Regions from separate parts of the Mus musculus genome. Here region 2 is linked to region 1. Evidence: chromatin contacts called from public promoter capture Hi-C data. All regions are on one chromosome and are shown on one strand. Each heading gives the region's core, a stretch centred on a gene start, on an enhancer-like site or on the middle of the called end of the contact. The rest is flanking DNA. Distances are from core to core; before and after follow the strand shown.

Region 1 (6,165 bases), core at 2,097-4,596:
AACTCCAGCTGTGTCAAGTTGACACAAAACTAGCCAGTACACCAGGCAACCCCCACCCTTACTGACTGAGACAGAAGACTAAAACATGACCCCTGTCTTTGCAGCTATTTAACACACTGGGGGTGATTTCCACACCAAATCCCAATCACAGCTCATTATAGTAGAAATGTGTGTCCTGAGGTTTGGAAACAAATACACGGGCTCTTATCTCAGACACTGGAGATGGCAGAGGAATGACACTATTTTATGCAAACAATGGATCATTTTATGACTCAGTCATAAGGATGTGGAGTCTCTGGAGCAATATCTCTCTCTGTCTCTAATCACTGAGAGGAAACATAGAGAGGTATCTTTTTTACCTGTGATCTGTCCCAACTGGCCTTTGTAGAAATGTCCCACCATGCCTCCAACATGAGCCCCCAGACTGACACCAATGATGTGGATTGAGGACTCTGACACGCCCAGCTCCTGGAATAGACAATAGATTCCACTAGGGTCACAGTGGCTTTCTTGAGACTTCTAAAAACCAAAGGCCTTGGGCACTGCACACCTACCCACATGCTTCAGATCAAGGGCAGGCCTCCCATCCATCACTGTTTTTCTTTTTGAGCTCTGCAACTTTTTGAGCTCTGCCCCCCCTCCCGCCCCCGCCCAGTTCCCTTACATCAGATTATTCAATGATTACATCATTCCTTAGGAAGATTACTAAATTATGCACAGTCAGCATTCCTTATTTTTGTGCAATACCATGTCTTGTGACTTGGGGGCCCCTCGGAGGTTCAGTGCCTCTCAGCTCCCTAAGAATCCGGCTCTGCTTGTGCCCTGGATCCCAAGGGCAAATCGTTTTATGTCAGGCTGCCCTTTTCTGTACACATGGCCAAAACGAACCCAAACCTTCCAGAACCTACCAAAAGTTTGCTGAGGAAACGGGAGATCTCCAGGCTCAGCTTGACCACATTCTCCACTGCTGAGTAGTACACGCCCGTAGAACCATAAACCCAGTCCACCGCGATTACATTAGCATCCGCAGCCCGCAGGACAGCGCTGATAAACTTGTCGATCCAAGAAGGCTTTGTTCCGAGCGCCCTATTCATGAATCAAAATACAGGGGAGGAAAATGACTTGCCAAACTGATAGCAATTGATAGAAACCTCAGTTAGTCCCTAAGCCGGAGAAGTCAAAACTAAGGACAGCCAGTCATACAGTGCCTTGAGGAGAGAGAGGAACATCCTTCCAGATGTGGAACCAGCACACGTGGAGCTTTCCAGCATCCGCACATGTAAATTATCTGAAAGGGCCTCTCGTTGCATGTACAACTCACAACACATAGCAGATTCCAGCCACACCTACCTTCACACTGCCTCTTTGTGCAAAGCTCTGCAGGCTGTCTGCATGCTCTGTCTCTATGCTGTTTGAGAGACAACTCTGTTCCTTAGAGTTAAAAATACATGGCCTTCATTCTCATTTTAAAGTATAGGTTCTGCCCTTGAGGAGGTTTTTATTCATATGCCCTTTTATTCATTCACAACACAGTTTACCGAGTACCTCTGGGCCTAAGGGGTAGGCTGGGTGATTTCCAAGATGTAAAGTCCTTCTAGAGCCTACGGTATGATACTTTTCTAGGAAGATAATGATGGAAATTTTCCAGGAAGCTTTCTTAACAGTGTGGAAAGACCTTCTAGCTCCCTGTCGTGGGACAGTGCGAGCATGCTAACAAGGAGACAGGAGGACAGACTAGGCATTTGCTCTGGAAAGTGGTTTAATAGAAGGGCTGCCTGATGAACACTCTGGCTCCATCAGCTTTCCCTGGGCTGGAGGTACACACTCTGCCTGGGATAGTGGCTGAATATAAGACTTGCTAGAGAAAGGTGTTGGGAAAAAGAATAAAGAAAGTCAATTAAGGGAACATGTGACTGGGCCTCTGGAGCAGAAAGGGGCCAGATGTGAAGTTGTGGGGGCACCTCTCCAATTGGTACCCCAATTCTATATGCCCTCCAGTCACTCTGGCCCTCTATTCTCAAAAACTTTTTCTATTTTCGGCCTTGTCAGTGGGCTTTTGGGGAAAAAGATGTTTGAAGGAAAGGGTAGTGATTGAGTTGTGGTAGGGTATCAGAAATCACAGAGCTGTCCGGCTTCTGAGAAATGCTAACCTCTGGGTAAGATGGAGGTAGCATCATAAACAAAAATTTCTCAAGTCGTTAAATCATGGGGAAAAAAAAATGAAGGAAAAAAAGAGGAAATAAAACCCTGGGCAAAAAAGTACCTGTTGTTATCCCCATGTGTCTGCGTAAAACCTGTGACCTCATTGTCCCAAATGAATCATGCTGTACAGCCACACTCTGGGGATAACAGTACGGTAGGTACAGGTTTTTGCCCAAGAACCTATAAGCCTATCCCTCCACCTTCCATTTTAATCCAGATATGGAAACTGGAGTGGCTTGTCCAGGGTCATAAAGACAGGGCAGAGGCTTACTGTCTGTGCCAGGAAGAGTGAGGAACGGCATGTGCAGGGTTTCCATGAGGCTCCTTCAAGGACAAGAGCAGTGATGGGCAGTAAACCCGTGCCTCTTCATCTCCCCGTCATCTCCCCACGCACTATGGTCTCTCTGGGTCTTAGCTGAGAAGATCCTACGGGTTGCTTAGCTCTCACCTGAATCCATGAATAATTACTTTGGTTCCCAGACTGGCATTGAACTCAGAGCTCCGGATGTCACTGCCTTCTTCTACTAGCTGCCCACAGCTGGGGTCCGAGGGGGTAAAGAGGAGAAACTGCACCTTGAGGTTGGTGCCTCGGAGGAGGTTGGCACTCTGAAAGTCCGTGCACTTGGGTTGGGTGGTAGGGGGTACGTTCCCTGGAGGAAACAACACAAGACAAGAATATTCAGTATGAGGTCAACATCTTTTAGAAGGATGATGTCCTGGAAGGGATAAATGAGCAGGAGCTGTAAGCCTGGGATGTGGTGCAAGTCAGCCAGCTCAGCGATTAATCACTTATTTGTAAAAAGTTGCATCAGTTCTGTAAGCCGAAATCTGTGCTTAATTTTCATGCCTAACAATGAAATACCAGAGAAGAATAGGAATATTGTTCAGATCAAGAAAGTTAAAGACCATGGTGAAAATGGCTGTTGTGGGGCCGAGTGAAGTTACCCCATATTCTTGTCAACTCGACTGGATTTGGAACCTCCTAGGAGACATGTTTTCTCGGTGTGACTGAACTGAAGGTGTTTTCAGAGAGGCTTTGCTGAGGAGGAAGGAACCAGGCCAAATGTGGGTAACACCATCCCACAGACCAGCATCCTGGACCAACTAATGAGGGGAAACAGGGAAAGCCAGATGAGCACCACTGTTCACCTCGCTCTACTTCCTGACTGGATGCAATGTGACCACAGCCACCATGTGACTGCACCTAATGTCCCACTGCTGTGCCTTCCCATCACAATGCATCGCATCACTTTTAAGCCCTATTAAGTCATATTCTCACAGTGATGAGAAAAGTAGCTAAGACATGCCTCTCCCCCAACGTTGTACACTTCAAAGTCCTATTTGCCCATGCCTTTTTACAATGATAGTTAAATTACAATGAGACTTTAATACAGTGTGATTGGTGTCCTTATGAAAGGAGAAATTTTGACAGAAACAGAAGAAAGGTGAGGCAAACTGGCACAAGAAGAAATCAAAGGGAGAAGACTGGGGCCAAGTCCCTCATGAACCTCAGAAGAAACCTACCCTGTCTGACACTGTGAGAAGTCTTCACAAACCACACCTACTTAAAGCATTTTTCAGTATACTCCTTAGGTAAAATATACTCCAATGTTCCGGATATTTTTAGCCAAAACCAAAGGACTTTTGACAGCATCAAAGAGAAAAGACGCAACCTAAAATTCTTCCCTTCCTCAAGGGAGCATACGGCTCATATCATTTGAGCTTGTATCCCTGAGTCTACCTCAGTGATGAGGAGCTGTGGTCCCTAGCTCCCAAAACTTCTCACAGGGACAGACTGGAGTAGGGACAAGATGCATTCTGACCCAACACATGGCACTGTGGCAGTCTCCCAGAATGACTGCCATGAAGCAAAGATCACAGACATGTCTTTATGGAGACCCTTTCTCTAATGATGACAGCACCTTTAGATTCTATCTTGGCTATATGCTATCAGAAGTAACTGTGACATACACACATAGCACAAGTGTGGACCTAGGATGCCCTGGGGTGTGGAACTATTTTAGTGGATCTTAGGAACCCGACCATAGAGAATCTTCCACATAGCATCACCATATTGATGAGTCTGAGCCCCAGCCTCTGATGTAGTTCTTCCAGATAGCCTTGTTCTTGACGCTCCTGGGACCAAGCCCATTCTCAGTACAGCAACCTTGTCGATCTACACTTTTCTCTCCCACAGTATCTCCTACTGTGGGAGAGAAAGATGTCTGTCTATTCTACTTCATTTGCCTTTCATAGCCTTTGCCATTGATTAATTTTCTTTTTAAAAAACACTTCCTTTCCACATGCCATTTTGTTTTTATTAGTACTGAAGATTGGCCTTAGGGAGTGAAGTAGTCTACTACTGAGCTAGAGCCCCAGCCCTAATATTTTTTAAAGATAGGATCTTCTACCAGGATTCCACATTAGCCTCAAACCCATGAGTTTGCTGCGTCTGCTTCCTGAATACTAGGATAAAGATGTGTGTCACTACATTTGGCAGAACTAAATCCTCTCAAATAAGCATAACATGTCCCCTCAGTGAGTGCTGTGGCTTAAGTATAACTTGAGTATAATCCCCTCCAAATCTATTATGACCCCAATATGGCAGTATTGAGAGGCACAATGGGCCTTTAAGAAATGGAGCCCACCCATGTGTGGTAGCACACGCATTTAATTCCACCCCTTAGGAAGCAGACAGAGGATTATGATCTTGGGGCCAGCCTGAGCTAAATAATAAAACCCTAGTTCAAGAAACAAAGGACTGGGAAGGTAACTCAGTGGTGGGGGACTTGTAAAAGGCCTAACTTTTGATCTGCTGGACTTGGGGGGTGGGCAGGAACCACATGAGACCTAATGAGGTTTCATGGATCCTCACTGGACGTGTACCCCAGAATTACAATGAGCTGACTGTAGGACCTCAGACTCTTTCTTTAACTCTTTCTATACTTGGCCCAATAATGACATAATTTTTTCCCCCTAGACAGGGTTTTTCTGTGTAGCCCTGGCTGTCCTGGAACTCACTCTGTAGACCCGGCTATCCTCAAACTCAGAGATCTGCCTGCCTCTGCCTGTGCTGGGATTAAAGGTGTACACCACCACTGCCCGGTGACATTTTTCTCCAATATATGCTTCCCTTATAATATCCCATTAAGAAAAGACCAACCCATTGGGGCTGCTTGGTCTTGGACTTGCACTTCCAAAACCAAAAGAACTTGAACCAAGTAACACTCTTCTTTTAAAGTTCTTTGTGTCAGGTATTTTGTAGTATAAATATAAAACTGACTAACACAGAAAAGCCCCCAAACCACCAAAGGATCAATATCACTCAGACAGCATTATCTAAATAAATGTCGAAATTAGAAGCTAACAACAAAATGTGAAGTGGAAATTTCTAGTTTATTTGGAGACTCGGTTGTATTACATGATGTTTTTCCTGTCTTATGCGAGGATTTTTTTTTTTTTTTTTTTTTTTTTGGCTGAAACAAACATGTGAGCAGATGTTTTTGCTGAAGCAGACACATGGGAAGATATTTTGCTGAGAACATACATGTGTTTTTCTGAAAGCTGCCTGGAAAAGGGGCATGTGATATTTTATTGGAGCAGATGCTTGAGAGGACACGTGATGTTTGGAAAGGGTTTAATTATGACCCAAAAGACAGTGGATGATTCTGTCATTGGTTCACCTTGCCATTCTTTGCTGGTCTATAGGCTTTGCAGATGGTGCTGTGGCATTGGTTTGCCGTGCCTTCTTCATTAATCATCATTTGTCATGACTTCGTGTAGAGAAACTCACCAAAGAACTTCTGGTGGTGTTCTGGCGACTTCTTGTCGCGGCCACACTCAATCCAATTGGAACTGCCATTGCTGATTCATGAATGGTGTTTGCAAGTGGATTGGGCTACTGCTGCTGATTTGTGTGACCTGCACTTCTGATATCCTGACTATGAAGACTGGAATAGCCCC
Region 2 (6,165 bases), core at 1,110-3,609, 56 kb before region 1:
CCACTGTGTGTACACTTTCATGTCTGTGGGTTTCCTCAAAAGGACATTACTATCTTAATACATACAATATATTTATTCTCTTATCTCTGTCAACTGACTTTTTAAATAAAAAGACATAATTTCCTGTTATTGTAGTCTGCCGATCTATAGACATCAATCTCACACTGAGACCCACAACATAGTTAGGTCCTCTGTTATAATGCCAAACACCTGGTAGGATGGTGTAGTGGAAAATTACAGTGAGACTCGTGCTGATAGGGCTTTAATCACCACTCACATATTGACTCTGTAAGTTTAGACAAGTTCCTTAGCTTCGCTAAGCCTTTTTCTTCTATTTAAAAATGGGAGTGTGGGGGTAATACAATAAGACCCTGTCCAAAAATCAGATGATAGAATAATATGTTATTTTGTTAGCATTAGAAAATGGTAGCTGTTTGGTAAATGTTAGTCCTCCCTGCTCAGTTCGTCTCAGGTGGAAGGACAGGGACAGTGGAGAAGGGAGCAAGGGTTAGTTAACCTGCCTGTCTCTTTAAAGGGCCAGGGCCAAGCCTATGGGCTGTCTTGCTGACGAAATTCTATCTTGGAGCCTTGGTTGCTTCTTTGTGCCTGCCCATTGACAGCTGGCAGGGACTCCAACCCCAGCAGGGAGCCCCCCCCCCTTGCCTGAAGCACAAACAGCTGCTACTAGCTAAAGTTGGTTAGGAATCAGGCAGATGACAAAAAGAGGCATATGGAAATCCCCCACCTCCAGTGAACACGTGATGTCACAGTCACACCTGTAACCCCAGCACTTGGGAGGCCAGGCAGGAGGATTCCCAAGAATTCCAGGACAGCCTGGACTGCCTAGTGAGTTCCAGGTGAGCCTGGGCTGAAGTGACACCCAGGCAATCAGTCAGTCAGAAAGACACCCAAAGCCTGCTGAGAGAGTCCCGTGGTGCGTTGTTCTCCAAATGCCCCAGCCCTTTCTGTACCAATCTCCAGAGACCGGGAGCTATGAAGCCATCTGCAGATCAATCGATTGCAATTAAAATTTTAAAATGTCTTTCTTTAGCATGGCAAGAACTTTCTGACTTCTGTAACTATGCTTCTCCTCTCGCCATGAGAGAGTCTGCTCTCCCTTCCACCTCACCCCTCAGCTCTGCCCATGTCACCCTTCTTCCTGGGTCACACCGTTCTTTGAACTTAATTTGATAACTTGTTGCAGGCATCGAGTTGCCATTGTTGTTTGTAGTCTCTCCCTTATAAAGTGACACTCAGGTGACGGTGTACACTTGAGTGTTGAGATGGAAGCTTTAGCTTCTGATTTCTCCTTAGTGTTATTCAGGTCAGTGAGTCTCCATGGAGTTAGGATTTGGATAGTTCTAGGCAGCTGAGCACTAGCCTAAAGCCTTGGAACAACAGGGCGAAGATGCTCCCGACCCCCAAGAGCAGGGATGGAGACTCAGCAAGTCCTCCAGAAGCCAGCAAGTCAGGTCTCTTGGCTTTCATGTTTGCACAGTCCACATTTACTTCCTGGCCGTCCAGAGTTGATCCTCCACGTTCATTTAGATGTTCCTTGAAAGTCATCAGACATCTTAGGATTGCGGAGTCATGGGTCTAGTTCAGCGTTTCTGCTTACTGTGAACCCACTTAAAACAGGAGTATTTCGTTTGACCGTCTCAGGTTCAAATCCTGGCTTTGCTGCCTACTCCGTGTTGGAACACGTTACTTCTTGGAGGCTCCATTTTCCTCAACTCTAGGAGAATAGGAATGTGTATATACACTGCTCAGTGAAGGTGGAGTGCCAAAGGAGTATTTATTTCTTAGGCAGTCATTCTAACTTGAGGTTATTGGTGTGTAGATGGGATAGTGACTTACGTCCTGTGTTACTATTACTCTGGGCAGATATTTGCAGAGGAGTGTCAACTTAGAGCTGAGGGGGGCTGCTTTACACAGCTGCTTTTGTTGATCGAAAGTCAAATTACAGCACAGTGATGTTTGCTGAGTGTCTTAAACCTTTCACGGGGCTTTTCTGTTCTCCCTGCCAGTACTGTTTCTGTTAGTAGTCCCAGGTATTCCCGCTCTCAATGGCCTTCCTACCTCCCATAAATCCCCAAATCCTCCAGACAGGACATCAGCGCTGTGTCCCGTCCACTCCATGGACCTCAATTCCCTGCTTGCTTTCCCTTTGACCCTCCCTGCCTGCCTCTGTTGACCCTGGGTCTTATCTTGTCCTCTGGAGGTATGCTAAGTGCCCTGCCAGCCTGGCCTGTTTTCTTTCACTGCCAGCACCTCCTGGATTCCAATTCCAAACATGGTATCCCTCTGGGGTCACCCTTTCTTCCGGCGCCAAGAGATCATGCATTCCAAATGGAACACAAGTGTGCTTCCCCTGCTGGCTCTCCACTCCGCGTTCTGCCTGGGAACGACAGAGAGCAGAATGTGGCTGCTTCGTCCCGTGTTGCTGAAGTTCATGGTGTCGAGTTCCTACTTCCTCTCAGGACAATGTATGCTGTTTGCTAAGGACTAAATATGAAGACCAGCCTAAGAAAGCCGGAGCCAAAGAGGTTTACCAGAGCACTGCGGGAGGGACAAGAGCTTCGCTGAGAGAGAGAGAAAGAGAGGAACGAGGAAAAGAAAAATCCCAAACAACAAACTTAGGCTTTCAAGCTTCCATGAAGTGTACTATGCTCCTGCGTTCTTTCTCAGAGCCACCGGAAGCATTCCTGCCAGCAAGGTTGCATTGGTAGTGAGAAGCCACCTGGGAGGACAAACTGACTGATTTTCCCCTCAGTTTCCTTTGTGGAGACCGTTTTGGAGCCTGCAAAGGCCTCGAGGGCCCCAAAGATGAGTGCCAATGGCAGCTCGGTGGCTCAGCTCCTCTGGCAGCCGCCCGTGTGCAGGAGCTGGAAACCGGATGTAGAAGGAGCTGTCTATCACCTGGCCAACTGTTTCTTGCTTATGGGCTTTATGGCAGGCAGTGGAGTGTATGGATGCTTCTATCTTTTCGGCATCCTGGGCCCAGGCTACCTCTGCTGCGTGCTGTGGGGCTGGTTTGATGCTTGTGGACTAGACATCGTCCTTTGGAACGTCCTCCTGACAGTGGCTTGCCTGCTTCAGCTGGCACAGCTGGTCTATCGTGTCCGGGTGAATACCCTCCCGGAGGAATTCAATCTCCTCTACAGGACACTGTGCCTGCCCCTGCAGGTGCCCCTGCAGGTCTACAAGGAGATTGTCCACTGCTGCCATGAGCAGGTCTTGACGCTGGCCACAGAGCAGACCTACGCTGTGGAGGGGGAGACCCCCATCAATCGCCTGTCCCTGCTCCTCTCAGGCCGGTAAGCTGTCTGTGTTGTCCATGCCTGGAATTCCCCGCCTCCCACCCCCCACCTACACTTCCTGTTCCCTAGTGTCCCTTTCCATTTTGTGTCCCCTTTCATCAAGGGACGGATGTGGAAAGTCAAACCCAGAAAGACTTTTTTCCATAGGAGTGAGTTTGCTTCCTTTTTCTTGACACTTTCCAAGAGGAAGCTAGATCATGAGGCAATTTCTCCGCTATCCAAGGTGACTGTATTTACTTGTCACCGGAAGGGCTGATAAGGCCAGACAGACCCAAAATGGATACACACACACACACACACCAATGTGGGATGCCTAAAGTGTAGAACCTCTGTGAGCATTAGAAAAATGACCATTTCAGTAAGATCAATTTGTTCCTTCCATATGCATTTAACATTTGTGAAGCACCCACTATGTGCAGGAAATAAAACAAACAAATAACAAAACCCAGGAGGTTTCCAGCGACCCCTGTGCTCTGCTGGGGCATTAAGGAGACGCCTTGTTGTAGTTGAGATATCCTATATAAGCTCTGGAGTGTAGCCCATGTGCTGACAGCTGCAGAGAGGAGCAAGTCCCACCTGGATTCCCAGGCCCATTGTTCTACTGAGAGTCTACCCTGTAATCAGAGTGCCCACGGTGGCAGAAGAGTAGTGCTGCCCACAGATGCCTCACTGGTGATTCGGTGGAGACATGTGCCTCAGAGGAAGAGGGAGAGTTGGATACTGGCTGGCTTCAGGGTCAGAGTGTATCTGTCCAGTTAGCCTCCATGGCATCAGTGGCCGTTTATGCTCAATGAGAAACCACCTTGGGGCTCTGTGTGTCACGCATTGGAAGCATCCGTGCATTCTTTGAAACATTGCCCCATAGCACCTGACCATAGACAAGCCCCTCCTCCACCGCCCCGCTGGAGACCAAGCATTCGGCCTGGTCAAAAATGATGATACTCAGAACACTCTGGTTACAGGAAGGACGGGGAAAGGGAAAGATAAGGCAGAGGGGAGAGAAGGGGAAAGGGAGGGAAGAGTGAAAAGAGGAAGAGAAAAGGGAAGGCAAAGGAGGAAGGGAAGGAAGGAGAGTTGGTGGGGGGGGAGAGGGGGCAAACTAAGATGGTCAGGTACACGATGACACGATGGCTATTCCTAGGTGTTCACTACTTAGTTCCATGCTTATAAGACAAACAATGAACGTTGGTCTGCTTAGACATTAGACAGACAGTGTCACGTCTTGGCAGAATGCTTTGGGAACCAACTTCCTTACCTGAGGAGAGGAGGAGAAATGATACATGCTGCTGGCTTCCTTCTCTCTTGGTGTCTTCTTTCCTTAGAGATATTTTTTCTTCACGCACTCACACAAAGACAGACACACACAGAGACATAGACACACGCATATATACTTTGTTCGTCTCTCCTCTCCCTTCCCCTGCCTTCTTTGGATTTAAGAGTAGGGATCCAGTGTTAGATGTGACAAGCATTGTCTTGAACTCACGAAGCTTAAGCCAATAATAATTATGAGCCATGGTGATTAATCATGGACCCGCCATTGCCAAGGGGAAATAGTAAATGTGACGAGAGCATGTAAGTTATAGATCTTCATTTTCTGGGAGGTCAGACACACTCCAGCCCCGAGAGAAACTGGCCTAGCTAAAGACAGCATGTGTGCAGACGCTGAGGATGCGGCCCTTCACTTCCTCTTGCATCTTCCAGGCAGTCTCTATTTCCTGGCCTTGTGGTGTGTCTCTGCCATCAGAGGCTGGCTCTGTCCTTCCCGTGATTTGGGAACTTTCTTCTCTAGGTGATCATATAATAGGTAACTACTTAATGACTACCCTTCAGTGACATGCATGCGTGCACACCTATCTAGGCATTCATTTAGGGGAGACTCAAGAGTACTAATATCCCATTGGCCAGAACCTAGCAGCAAAGGATGCAAGAAGGTGTGGTCTTTAGCTGTTAAAACTCCAGCTGCCTGGAAGAAGAGCAGTTGGTATTGAGACTAGGCTCTCTCTGGGCTGGAGAGATGGCTCAGCCGTTAAAGGCTAGGCTCACAACCAAAAATATAAGAGAATAGGCTCTCTCATTAAACTCCCCAGGTCTCTGCCCATCTCTACACTTACCTGCTCATCATAGCCCGTTTATCCTTCAGAACTCACATGGAATGTCATCGTGAGAAGCTATGCCCTGCAAAGGACCAGGTTCTTCCGTCCCCCTTCTCCTGTGAGCCCGCTCCACCTCAGTACTCAGCACACTGAGTTCTTCACGTACTCGAGTCTTCCACTGAGCTGTGAACCTCTCAAAGACCAGGATCAGATTATACCCACCTCTGTAGCCCTCAGTCTTTGGGAACACGGGAGGTTCTGTGAATAGTGGCTTAGCGAGAACAGCTGCAGAGCTCCCTCCTCTGAGCGTGTGGGCCACAAAGGTGGGCTCGTTTGGCTCCTTCTTTGCCTAACACAACTCGCTTTGGAAGAGGTGGGTGTGAAAACTGGAGCTTTCTGAGGAACGGAGGAAAAGGCCTAGGCTGGATCTTAATCTACGTCTAGATGTTACACCACATCCAAAAACCATTCACTTTATGCCGGCAAACAGCTGGGGTGTTAGGTACCATACCAGACCCTCACAGAATGCAGGTCCCTTCTCTGCAGGGACAAAGCACCAGGGTGGACGCTGGCCATAGGCTAGAGATCCAGCAAACAACATTAGTGGGGTTGCTTACCCCGCTTCAGATGTACAGCAAACCTGTGTTTGTAGGAAAGGCCAGAGCAGTTGCTTAACGGGTTGGTAGTATGGAATAATCATATAATTTTTTTAAAATTAGTTAGAATTCCTACTCACAGCTGCAGAAAACCAA

The links. Promoter capture Hi-C pulls out the DNA fragments that hold promoters and counts their contacts.
Region 2: a contact with region 1 is called in a promoter capture Hi-C map of the HPC-7 cell line. The contact joins the promoter of Popdc2 here to the enhancer-like site in region 1. A contact is called at or near these places in 13 of 39 promoter capture datasets (the 3T3-L1 cell line, the C10 cell line, the HPC-7 cell line and 8 more), 1 of 15 datasets of contacts at CTCF or cohesin (CD8 T cells), 7 of 484 Hi-C or Micro-C datasets (bone marrow-derived dendritic cells, centroblasts, effector CD8 T cells and 4 more), 6 of 115 datasets of contacts at active chromatin or transcription factors (CD8 T cells, the HPC-7 cell line, effector CD8 T cells and 1 more) and 3 of 9 other capture datasets (adipose tissue, liver and pancreatic islet).

The regions. Positions count from the first base shown.
Region 1 is chr16:38,414,410-38,420,574 of GRCm38.p6, forward strand. It overlaps Pla1a (phospholipase A1 member A), which reads right to left. Exons shown (of 11, transcript NM_134102.4): 2 at 2,651-2,852; 3 at 909-1,086; 4 at 360-468. Among named protein-coding and RNA genes, the nearest start is that of Pla1a, 16 kb to the right of the region's middle. Within about 2 kb of position 3,347, at least 4 of the 459 cell types and tissues checked have an H3K27ac peak or open chromatin away from gene starts, as enhancers often do. A contact at or near this core is called in the HPC-7 cell line, where this site is marked.
Region 2 is chr16:38,359,831-38,365,995 of GRCm38.p6, forward strand. Popdc2 (popeye domain containing 2) reads left to right here and starts at 2,360. Exons shown (of 4, transcript NM_001081984.2): 1 at 2,360-3,317. The coding sequence starts at 2,827.